2 separate regions of the Mus musculus genome follow, and region 1 is linked to region 2. The links are chromatin contacts, called in public Micro-C maps. All regions are on one chromosome and are shown on one strand. Each heading gives the region's core, a stretch centred on a gene start, on an enhancer-like site or on the middle of the called end of the contact. The rest is flanking DNA. Distances are from core to core; before and after follow the strand shown.

The links. Hi-C and Micro-C count contacts between places; a contact is called where the count stands out from the background.
Region 1: a Micro-C map of embryonic stem cells shows a contact between it and region 2, with 2.5 times the contacts expected there. The contact joins the promoter of Insig2 here to the promoter of Celrr in region 2. A contact is called at or near these places in 2 of 484 Hi-C or Micro-C datasets (embryonic stem cells and muscle stem cells).

Annotation. Positions count from the first base shown.
Region 1 is chr1:121,325,221-121,330,385 of GRCm38.p6, forward strand. It overlaps Insig2 (insulin induced gene 2), which reads right to left and starts at 2,804. Exons shown (of 6, transcript NM_133748.2): 1 at 2,471-2,804.
Region 2 is chr1:121,084,720-121,089,611 of GRCm38.p6, forward strand. Celrr (cerebellum expressed regulatory RNA) reads left to right here and starts at 2,686. Exons shown (of 3, transcript NR_110450.1): 1 at 2,686-2,837.

The DNA of each region.
Region 1 (5,165 bases), core at 1,554-4,053, 240 kb after region 2:
TAGGAAACTTTTTTTTTTTTTTTTTTTTTTTTTTTTGGTTTTTTCGAGTCAGGGTTTCTCTGTATATCCCTGACTGTCCTGGAACTCACTTTGTAGACCAGGCTGGCCTCGAAGTCAGAAATCTGCCTGTCTCTGCCTCCCAAGTGCTGGGATTAAAGGCGTGCACCATCACCGCCCTGCAGGAAACTATTTTTAATGTCCTCATGAACTACTAACTCCAAAACAATGCTTTCTACAATTTAAGAGAACACTTGACAAGAGGACATGCAGTAAGTATTCTACCTTGAGCCCTGATCTACAGTTTCCATAAAGTGCATGAATGAACACAGAAAAACAGTTTGCATAGTTTAGCTACTAGATCAGTGACAAATTATCAAAGCTGAAAAAATACTACCCATGTGACTTAATAGTGATAATGGATTCATAGCATTGCTTTTAGATAGACGAGAGGCCTAAGTAATTCTAGAGCACAAGCAAATCAAAGTTTATGTTCACCATCAAGATCATGCTCTCAGGTAAGAAGCATTTGAGAAAGTATAGAAGTGAAATATAGGAACTTAAGACCTAGCTGGAATTTAGGCTTCTTCTGTTTTTTGGGTTTTTTGTTTGTTTGTTTTTTGTCTAGGTCGTTGACCTCAAACTCAATATATAATCAAGAATGACGGTGAACTTATGATATGATTCTCCTGCCTCTACTTCCCAAGCACTAGTATATCCATCACGCACCACCACACCTGGTAAATCAAGTAACTTAACCATTTAGTTGCAAGCAAACAGGATTATTCATTTTTCAATAACTAGTGTCACATTGGTAAGTTTGCATTCTCAGATGAATCTCTCTTCTGAGACTGGGTTAGATACATTAACAAATAAAAATGTTAAATTACTACCACCACCACCCTTTTTTTAACACATGCTGTGCTCATTAGAACGGCGTTCACAAAACAGAATACGCATCAGCAGGACAAAACCGCAATTCCATGACATGCTTTAACCCTCCTTAAATAAAAGCATACAGATATGACTCTCAAAAGGTGCGTTAGAAGCTCTAGGAAGAAAAAGTGCCGTTGCTCTTCTCTCCCCACATTAAAACCCAAACACAGAAACCATTAAGCAAGCAGCAGTCACACAGCGCACTGCTTTAAACAGAAAGCACAGAAAGCTTAGTCCTTAAAAAATGTTATCTACTGCTTGGTGATAATTTTCTACACACAATAAAAACAGTGTTTTTACTGAACTGTCCTTTATCTTTTCCTTTTCAGTATCTCTATCTAAAACACAATTATCCGTTTTTAAAGCATCAAATTTCCCCGAATACAAAACGACTCATAGATTGGTCATTTCATAATAGATGCGAGCTGAATACTATGAAAACAAGTAATATCAGCGGTTACAAATCCAGAAAAAACGATGGAGGAAGAAAACATCAGTCATTGTTTTTCCCCCGCAGGTCATTAATTAACAGGGGACACCCCTTTATTCATTTTCATTCAGTAGTTCACTGTCTGGGCCAAACCCCAAAGCTAGGGGGGAAGGGGGGGCAGAGAGGAAGCCCCGCATGGAAGCCTTGGTTTTTTTTTTTTGTTTTGTTTTGTTTTGTTTTGTTTTAATCCAGAACTGGAGACTGTCTTTCATTGCTGTGGTCACTGAAACCAGCCAACATAAGTGTCCCAACAGTCAACTCAATTTGCTCTTTCTCCAAGAATTTCCTCATCAATCCTACAAAACAGTAAACACTTCGGGGTATCTATTTCACCCAACGACATAGTTCACACTACCCGTGAACAACTTTTCACTTAAGTTTTAACTCCTTTCGTGTCCCTAAACGCCATCCTCAGCAAAGCACTGTTTTCCTTTACCAGCCGGCTCATCCCCAAAGAACGACGCTAAAGCCCCACTTACTATCACCAACCGACTTCTAGGCCCTGGCAACAACTGCTTGGCAGCACCCACTGATACATACCTAAAAGGTATTCACTTCCGATTCACAATCCCTACTCTTCAACTCAGGAGTCCTCTTATTTCGGTAGATTCTAAACTTCCTACGGTTATGTACCTAATTTCCATCCATCTCCCATACAAGCCTGAGTCTTCCTCCCAGACTACAAGGCACCGAGTCCGGGCAGGTGTACACTAGACAGCTGGCCCATCTCTGTCCCCAAACAGACCTCCAGGGTCGCCCTTTCCGCTGTCCTCCAGCCTTCTTCCACTCTGACAGTCTTCCACTGTCCAGGGACCTCGGCATCCCCCAAAGCCTGTCCCTCTATGAGCCCGCTGGTTTTTCCCTAGATCTCGCTGACCTCTCTCCAGGTAAGCCGGGGACCCCTCGCCCCAGCAGGCCCCACCTGCGGGTCCTGGATCCCCCAACACCAGCTAGGAGTGTTGCCAGCCTGCGACGTTAAAACATAAACAGCTCCTCTTCCCAAAAGCCACCGCCGTCCTCGAGCCGTCCCCGGCCAAATAAGCTCACCTGAGCTCTGCCCGGAGACCCCCAGTTCACCCCCGCCTCCGCCATCTTCAGGGACCGGCCCCCGACCTACTCCCCTCCCACAGCTCCGCCTGAGCCGCACTGCGCCTGCGCCGCCCGGCGGCTTCACGCTGACGGTAGGGGCAGAGGAGCTTCCGGTTGCCTCTGCGCGCACTGCCTCCGCTCTGCGGAGACGGGGCAAAAGGACTTCCGGTGTGCCGGGCACTCCGGGCTGGAAGGAGGTGGGGACCCTGTCTGGGAGGAGGAGAGGCTGCGAAATCAGCTGTTGTTGGTGCCCTCGGGAGTCAGAGGTTCTGGATGGGCATCTGGACTCTGTGGGCGGAGTGAGGGACTCGTGCGCGCACGCACGCGCAGCCCGAGACTCCACCCTCTGCGTGGGCCGCAGTTGCCAGCCGGGTGACAGGCTCCACGGTTGTCGCCTGCAACTTCTTCCCGCCTTGGAGTGTGCCTCAGTATCCTTTCTGAATACGGATTAAAGGCAGCTCTTTGCATCAGCTCTCGAGAGACTTGGGTCAAAGACCAAGCAACACAAAACCTTATCACCTCTGTTACTGTCAAAATTTGACTTAAAGCGCTTCCTTCTTGAGACAGGGTCACACAGTGTATGTAGCCTTAGCCGGTCTGAAGCTACCCAGGTAGACCAGGCAGACCTCGAGAGCTACTTGTCTCTGCTTCCTCAGTGCTAGGATCAGAAGTGTGCGCCACCACGCCCAGCTAAGACCTTCCTTTTAGAACTGGAAACCATAATTAAGAGAATGGATAGTGTGCACGTTGGAGATGGTGCAGATGAGCTGTTGTTTTGGATGGAAAATGGTACAGAGAAGTTTTGTTTTCTTTATTCCTTGAAGATTTTAAGGACTTGAAGTTCGAGTGGGGAAGTGGAGTGCGAATCCGGGAGATGTGTCAGGGAAGTGGGGAGTAAATATAAAAATGCATTGTATGAAGTCCTTAAGGACTCTTTTTTTTTTTTTTTAAAGAAAAATTTCATACATATACAATACGTTTTGATCATTTTTCCTGCCCACCACTACATTCCTCTACAGAGTGTTTTTAAAGGCTAATAAGTGGCTTGATTACCACCTCTGGGCTGTTCACTATATCATCTTTTGGGGAGCTTAGCCAAAAATATATTATGCTTGTGGTCTGATTGCATTGGTCTTAAGGAGAGTTTTGTAGGAACTATGGGCCTAAAGTAATTGCTATAATTTAGCAAGAGAATGTCATTTGGTTAAATGCCTTTGTTTTCATTTACTTTGAACTAACAATCAGATGCATCTTTAACAGTTTCTGATCATTTTATCAACACATTTATTTCTTAAAAATAAGAGAAACTAAACTTGGACCAAAAGACTCAGCATGTAATAATATGGCTTTTCATGTATTTCTAATGGTTTTTGTCTAGCTAATCTTAAATTTAATTCCTGCAGGTTTTTATGCATAGTAATTGAAAGCCTAGGCTAATTATGCTGCACAGATGAAGAGTTTTATAAGGAAAAATAAAAATACACATGGGATAACCCATATTATCCATGATATGATATTTTTGTCAACTTGGCAGGATTGAGAATCGCTATGGGAATACCTCTGGGTGTATGTCTGAGGGATGTTTCTAGAAACATTTCAGGAAAGAAGGAAGGAAGAAGCACATGGATGTGAGCAGCCCCAATGGGGTCAAGAGCTGAATAAAAAAGAGAAAGCTCACTGAGCATCAACACTCCTCTCAGTTTCCTGTTTCTTTCCTGTCTCTTCAGTCAGTGTGACCTCACTCTCGCCTCCATGCCTTAGCTATGGTGATGGCCTGTGTCCTTCCTTAATGGGAGCCAAAATAAACCCATCCTCCCTCAAGTCCTTTTGCCAAGCATTTGTTTTTCACAGCAACATGAAAATCCAGAACAAACTGATGTCAGGGTATGACTTAAGAGGGCGGTGAGATCATATTTATTTTGGCTTACTTTAAAGTTGGTTCTGTGCCATTGGACTGCTGGTGAAGACTTTTTGAAAGTTCAGTTGTGTCTCAGCACTGACTCCATATGTGAAGTCAGGTCCAATTGGTCCTTTTTTTCTAGGTTTTTCTTTTTATAGATATGAAGTAAAATAGTGAACCTGCTAATTTTTAAAGTCCTTTTAACCACTAGAAATATCAGTGATTTGATAGTTCTGCTGTTGCCCTGCCCCAATAATACTTCTTGTTTGTTCTTTCAATGAGAGAGACCATTGGGCAAATTAGAAAGAATAAACACTGCAGCTAAATATAAGCAAACATCCACAGAAGTCACTGGGCTGCTTTTACTTCCCTAAAAGCTTCATTTACTTCTACAAAGCAAAAAAAACAGTAAGAACTTTTGCTTCTTTGAGATTATAAAATGAATCATTTACAAGTTCATTTATCTCTTCTACAACTTCAACCTGAGCAGCTAGCAGACATCTTCAGCCTTAATGGTAATTATTGTATGTGGGCGGATACTTCAGTTAAGGTTCTGAGAACCTGGCACTTGGAAATCTTACTCAAATAAAAAGCATCGAGACAGTAAAACCAAAGAACATGGCAGGTTTTTCTATTCAATGACTGGAACCCCAAATTCTAAAACCTATCTTATCTTTCTTTTATGGTAGTGTTTGTTTGTTTGTTTGTGGTCATATTTGAGTCAAGAGCTCACCGTGTAGCAGGGGCTGACCT
Region 2 (4,892 bases), core at 1,436-3,935:
AAGATTGCAGCTAAGGAGGTAGTTCAGTGGGTAAGAACATTTGCTATGCAAGCATGAGTATCTGAGTTCGAATCCCCAACACTGCTGGCCATGGGTGCATGCATGTCTGTAAACCCAGGACTGTGAGGTATTGAAATGCAAGGATTTTTGAGGCTTGCTAGCTGCCAGACTGACTTCAGTGAGAGACTGTATCAAGGAAATAAGGTTCAGAGGGATAAAGAAAGACACTGTATATCTCTACACACACACACACACACACACACACACACACACACACACACACATACACATACACGCACACATACACGGTCTTCATAAGAACACAGGCATATTTGAACACACACATATACTACATGGACTCACACACCATAGTGTCAGGGAGAATGAGAGGGTTTATTTTATTATGATATACACAGAAGGTTCTTGGTCAGCATAATAAATGACACCAGGCTCCAAACAGGGGGGCATAATTCAGATTTTCTTCCTTCATTCTTCAGCAGAGCTCAAAGGCCATTGGATTTCAAGGCTGAGCAAGCACATGTGTTTTTGTTTAGGACTTGCAACTGCAGTGATGTCCAGGCTGTTTCTTAGGGACCTGGCCTGTAAAGCCCAGCCGAGCTTGGGTTTGCAGCAGTGTTTCAATAATTTCTCCTTTCAGGAGAGCATCCTGTATCCCCAGGCAGAGACTGAGGTTTAGAGCCTGCTGGGAACCAACTATAACAAAGCCTTTGGCAGCCCAGAGGATGCTGGGTCCTCTGTTGGCAGCAGTCCATCTCCTGATTTGCACATTCGTCCACTTCACTGGGTGACACATATGCCCACTTACCTATTCAAATTTAGATCCCACTGTGCAAGTCTGTTGGCACACATTTCCCACACACTCACTGAACACACATCCACACATGCTCAAGTATGTCTGCACACATATAGTTGAAAATACTGGGGCTGGAGAGATGGCTCAGTGGGAAAACTGCTCACTGTGCAAATGTGAGGACTCAAGTTCAAATCCCCAGAACCAGTGTGTGTGTGTGTGTGTGTGTGTGTGTGTGTGTGTGTGTGTGTGTGTGTCCTTATACTCTTATGAGGGAATAGAAAGCTTTCTGGACAGTTAGCCTGGTCTACTCCACAGTGAACATGAGACCTTCTCTTAAGCAAGATGGAAGGAGAAGACTGATGATAACCTAGGTTGTTAGCTGACCTCTACATGGGGTGGAGAAGTTTAAAAACCACAATAGACAACCCTCTCCAAATATTCACACACACACACACACACACATATGCTGACATGACCATGTTAGTTCTCCCACCAAAGGCATGGATTCTATCATGATTTTGTGGCATTCATATTATATTACAGCTGTATAAATCATCCTGCAGACAGTTGCACTGTTATTGAACTGACAGTTCTTAGGAGACATAACGAAAGCAATACCAGCATGTGTTTCACCACGGCCCCTTAGACACTGCACTTTACTCTTTCACAATCGGGAGAGGCAAAGTGTTGTTTGAAGTGTAACTGCAGTATGACCAGGTATGGAAATGGGAGGAACTAATACTAAGTAATGCAAGCCAGTGGATAAAAGCTGATTTGAACACTAGCAACTTCTTTATTTTTTAACCTTGATGTCTGTGTGTGATGAATTTGCGTGCGCTTTTGTGTGTGTGTGTGTGTGTGTGTGTGTGTGTGTGTGTGTGTGTGTGTGTAAGTCAGAAGACAACCTATGTCCTCCTAGTTTGAGCCAGTATCTTTTTGTGATGTCTAGCCTTGTAACATGCCAGGAAAGCCAGTCCACCAGCTTTGGGGGATTCTCTTGTCTGCCTCATGGCTGGTTATACAAATACTGTCCAGTGACTTATATGGGTCCCAGTGATCCGAACTCGGGTCCTCACACTTACACAGCAAGCACTCTACCAACTGAGCCATCTCTCCAGGCCTCTGGCAACTTCTGAAGGTGAGAGTGAAAGACAGGAGGATGTGAGGGCCCTGTTGCATCAACCTTGCCCAGTTCTGGGCATTCGTGAGTGCCTTCTAGTCTGAGGGTATTATTTGCCAACAGGCTTTCAGTGGTTCCAAACGAGCCCTGCGCTTATGGATTTTTTAGGTTGATGAAACCACACCTTGGAAAGGAAACAAGAATTTTGAAGCCATTCACCAAAGACCAAACACCCAATTTACAGACAGCCAGGGCAAGTCTTAGTGGGTTGTGTTTGCTCTTAAATAGTTGGCAGTGGAAATTACAATTTTCTTCAAAACAGCATTGAAGAAACCTTTCTGTTTCCACTTACTCCTACTCCTAAGTAGGACCTCACATACCGGCTTCTGTCCACCGTCCACCTTATACCCTAATAGGCAGACTCTTCTACCTCTGACCCCAGGAAATAGGAAGCAAGTGTAGTCTGTGTTTTGTTTTGTTTTGTTTTGTTTTGTTTTGTTCAAGGTTGCTCTCTCTCTCTCAGGCTCCAGTAACTGGTGAGAGCTATCCCTAGCCAGAGAAGTTGGAGTGGGTGGAGATTAGGAGTGGGTTGGGATGTGGGGGTGGGAATGGAGAAGCCTAGTGCTGCCTGGAATTCCAAAATGGGAAAGAGACCTCAGCTGCTTTCATATGGAAATTGGCCTGGAAGCTGACTTTGTCTCTGCACAGAACCCTAGCCAACACCAAGTTCAGTGAACCTAACACACTGTTCATTCAGCCATTGAAACCCAGCAGAGGAGCAGGCAGGGAAGGGAGGGTGGAAGGACAGAGGCTCCCCTTTCTTCTGGGCTTGGTTCCGGAGGAGGCCAAAAGAGAGTTTACCAGGGAAGCAATTTGAAGGCAAAAGTCCACTCTAAAGTGAAGGTGAGTTTGCACTGGCTGTAAGTGGAAGAAGGGGAGAAAAGAAATGGGGGTGGGGCGGGGGGTGTCCATGATCTGCAACTGACCTTGAATGGGTTAATGTGCTCAGTGTGTCCTAGAGAAGGAAGAGGCCTTGCTGGTAACCAGCTCCCGCAGAGGCACATCCCCACCCTTCAGAAGACCCTTAATGCGAACGTTAATGGTATTTCTCAGGTTTCCTCTGGACCAGTCTTTGCCGCTGCTGTGTTTGTTCCCAGCCTCACTCCGAGTCAAGGAAGCACCTGAATCCACAAGAGGCTAATGCACTTCTTAGATACTTTTTTGGGGGAGACAAGTTTCCTGTCTTTTGTCCTTGATTTATTATTGCTTTTATTTGTTCTCCTCCATTTAGTTCATTTTATTCTGATTTTAAAAGAACAGCTCGCAGGCCCTCCTATTTTCATGGAAATTGCTCAGCAATAACAATTTCAGATAGCTCGCAGAAGAATAGTCATCATGCCAGGGCCAGTTCACCCAAGATGCTTTGCAGGCATTTCACATAACAATTTACTAATTAATGGCAAATTAAATGGAATTTAGTAAGAAGAATCAGAGGTTAGAGTGCCGGTATATATTATGTATAAAAAAGGTATGCAAATATCTTCAGCCCATTTGTGGTTCATAAGTGGGAAATAATAGCTTTTCTGCTCAGAACCCTCACAGACAGGAGGGCTGTTGCATCGAGGCAGAACTTCAAATTACATATAATTCTAATTTTTTAACAGTTTCGTTGATTATACATTGTGCCTCCATTTTCCAGATACAATGAACTTAGTCTTCCTTGTTTTAATAGTTTAGAGTTATGGAAAGTCACCTATACTTTGCTGCTTATATTAACTGCATATTGAAGGCTAGAAGTCATGTTTGGGAAAGTTTTTACTATTGACCTAGTTAGCTTTGATTGTCGACTTGGCACAACCTAGGAGCCTCAGATAGGATTAGCTTATGGGAGGTCTGTGGGGAGTTTTCTTGATTGTTAATTGATTTAGGAGGGGCAAGCTCACTTTGGGCAGCACTTTTACCTGGGCTGGTGGCCTTGTGCTGGGTAAGAAGTCTAGCTAAGCATGAGCTTTCGAGCCAGCAACCAGGTTTTCCAATGGTCTCTACTTCATGTTCCTGTTTGAGCTCCTGTCCTGACTTCCCTCAGTGATGGACTATGACCTAGAAATATAAACTCAATGAATCCTTTCTTCTCCTAAGTTACTTTTAGTCAGAGTGTTTTACCACAGTGACATAATAAAACCAGAACGATCACTGATTCCAATCTCCTACAGTAGATCCAGTACATACTGGAAAACTACAGGCTTTCTGCTTTTGTAAATAAAGCTTTATTGGAATACAACTACATGCATTTATTTGTAGCTTGCTCAGGGCTGCTTTTGAATCACTAATGCCACGTATATTTGAAGCACATAATGACTGCAACATTTCTAATCTGGCCTTTAGTATATAAAACTTGCAACTTGTTTCATAGGTAAAAGTGGAGAGCGAGAATATTTATAGTGAAGAGCAAATAAAACATTTTAATAAAAATATTGCAAAGAAATTAAAAGACTTGCTATTACCCATAAAAGTCTATAAATGCTTATCATTATTCCAAAAAATCTCTCAAGCATTAATGCATGTGCGTATGTGAGTCTCTCTCTCTCTCTCTCTCTCTCTCTCTCTCTCTCTCTCTCTCTCTCTCTGTGTGTGTGTGTGTGTGTGTGTGTGTGTGTGTGTGTGTGTGTGTGGTGAGAGGGGTAACTTTCTTCTCTCTGCTCCCTTTCTGTAGCCCAACCAATAGTCAGCTCCTCTGAAGTGAACACCAGCCATAAGAAAAACCCACTTGTGCATTAGTGGCATAGCTATTATGGGGCTAACCAATTACTTTGCATTTAGATTTGAAATGGCTCCATGAGAAGGAATTCACATCTAGTACTGTAAATTCAACCTGGTCAAAAGTCCATGGCTGGTGAGGTAATAGACCCTAAAAAGAGAGGACGAAAAAGAGTAAAAAAAAAAAAAGTGGGCGTGGGG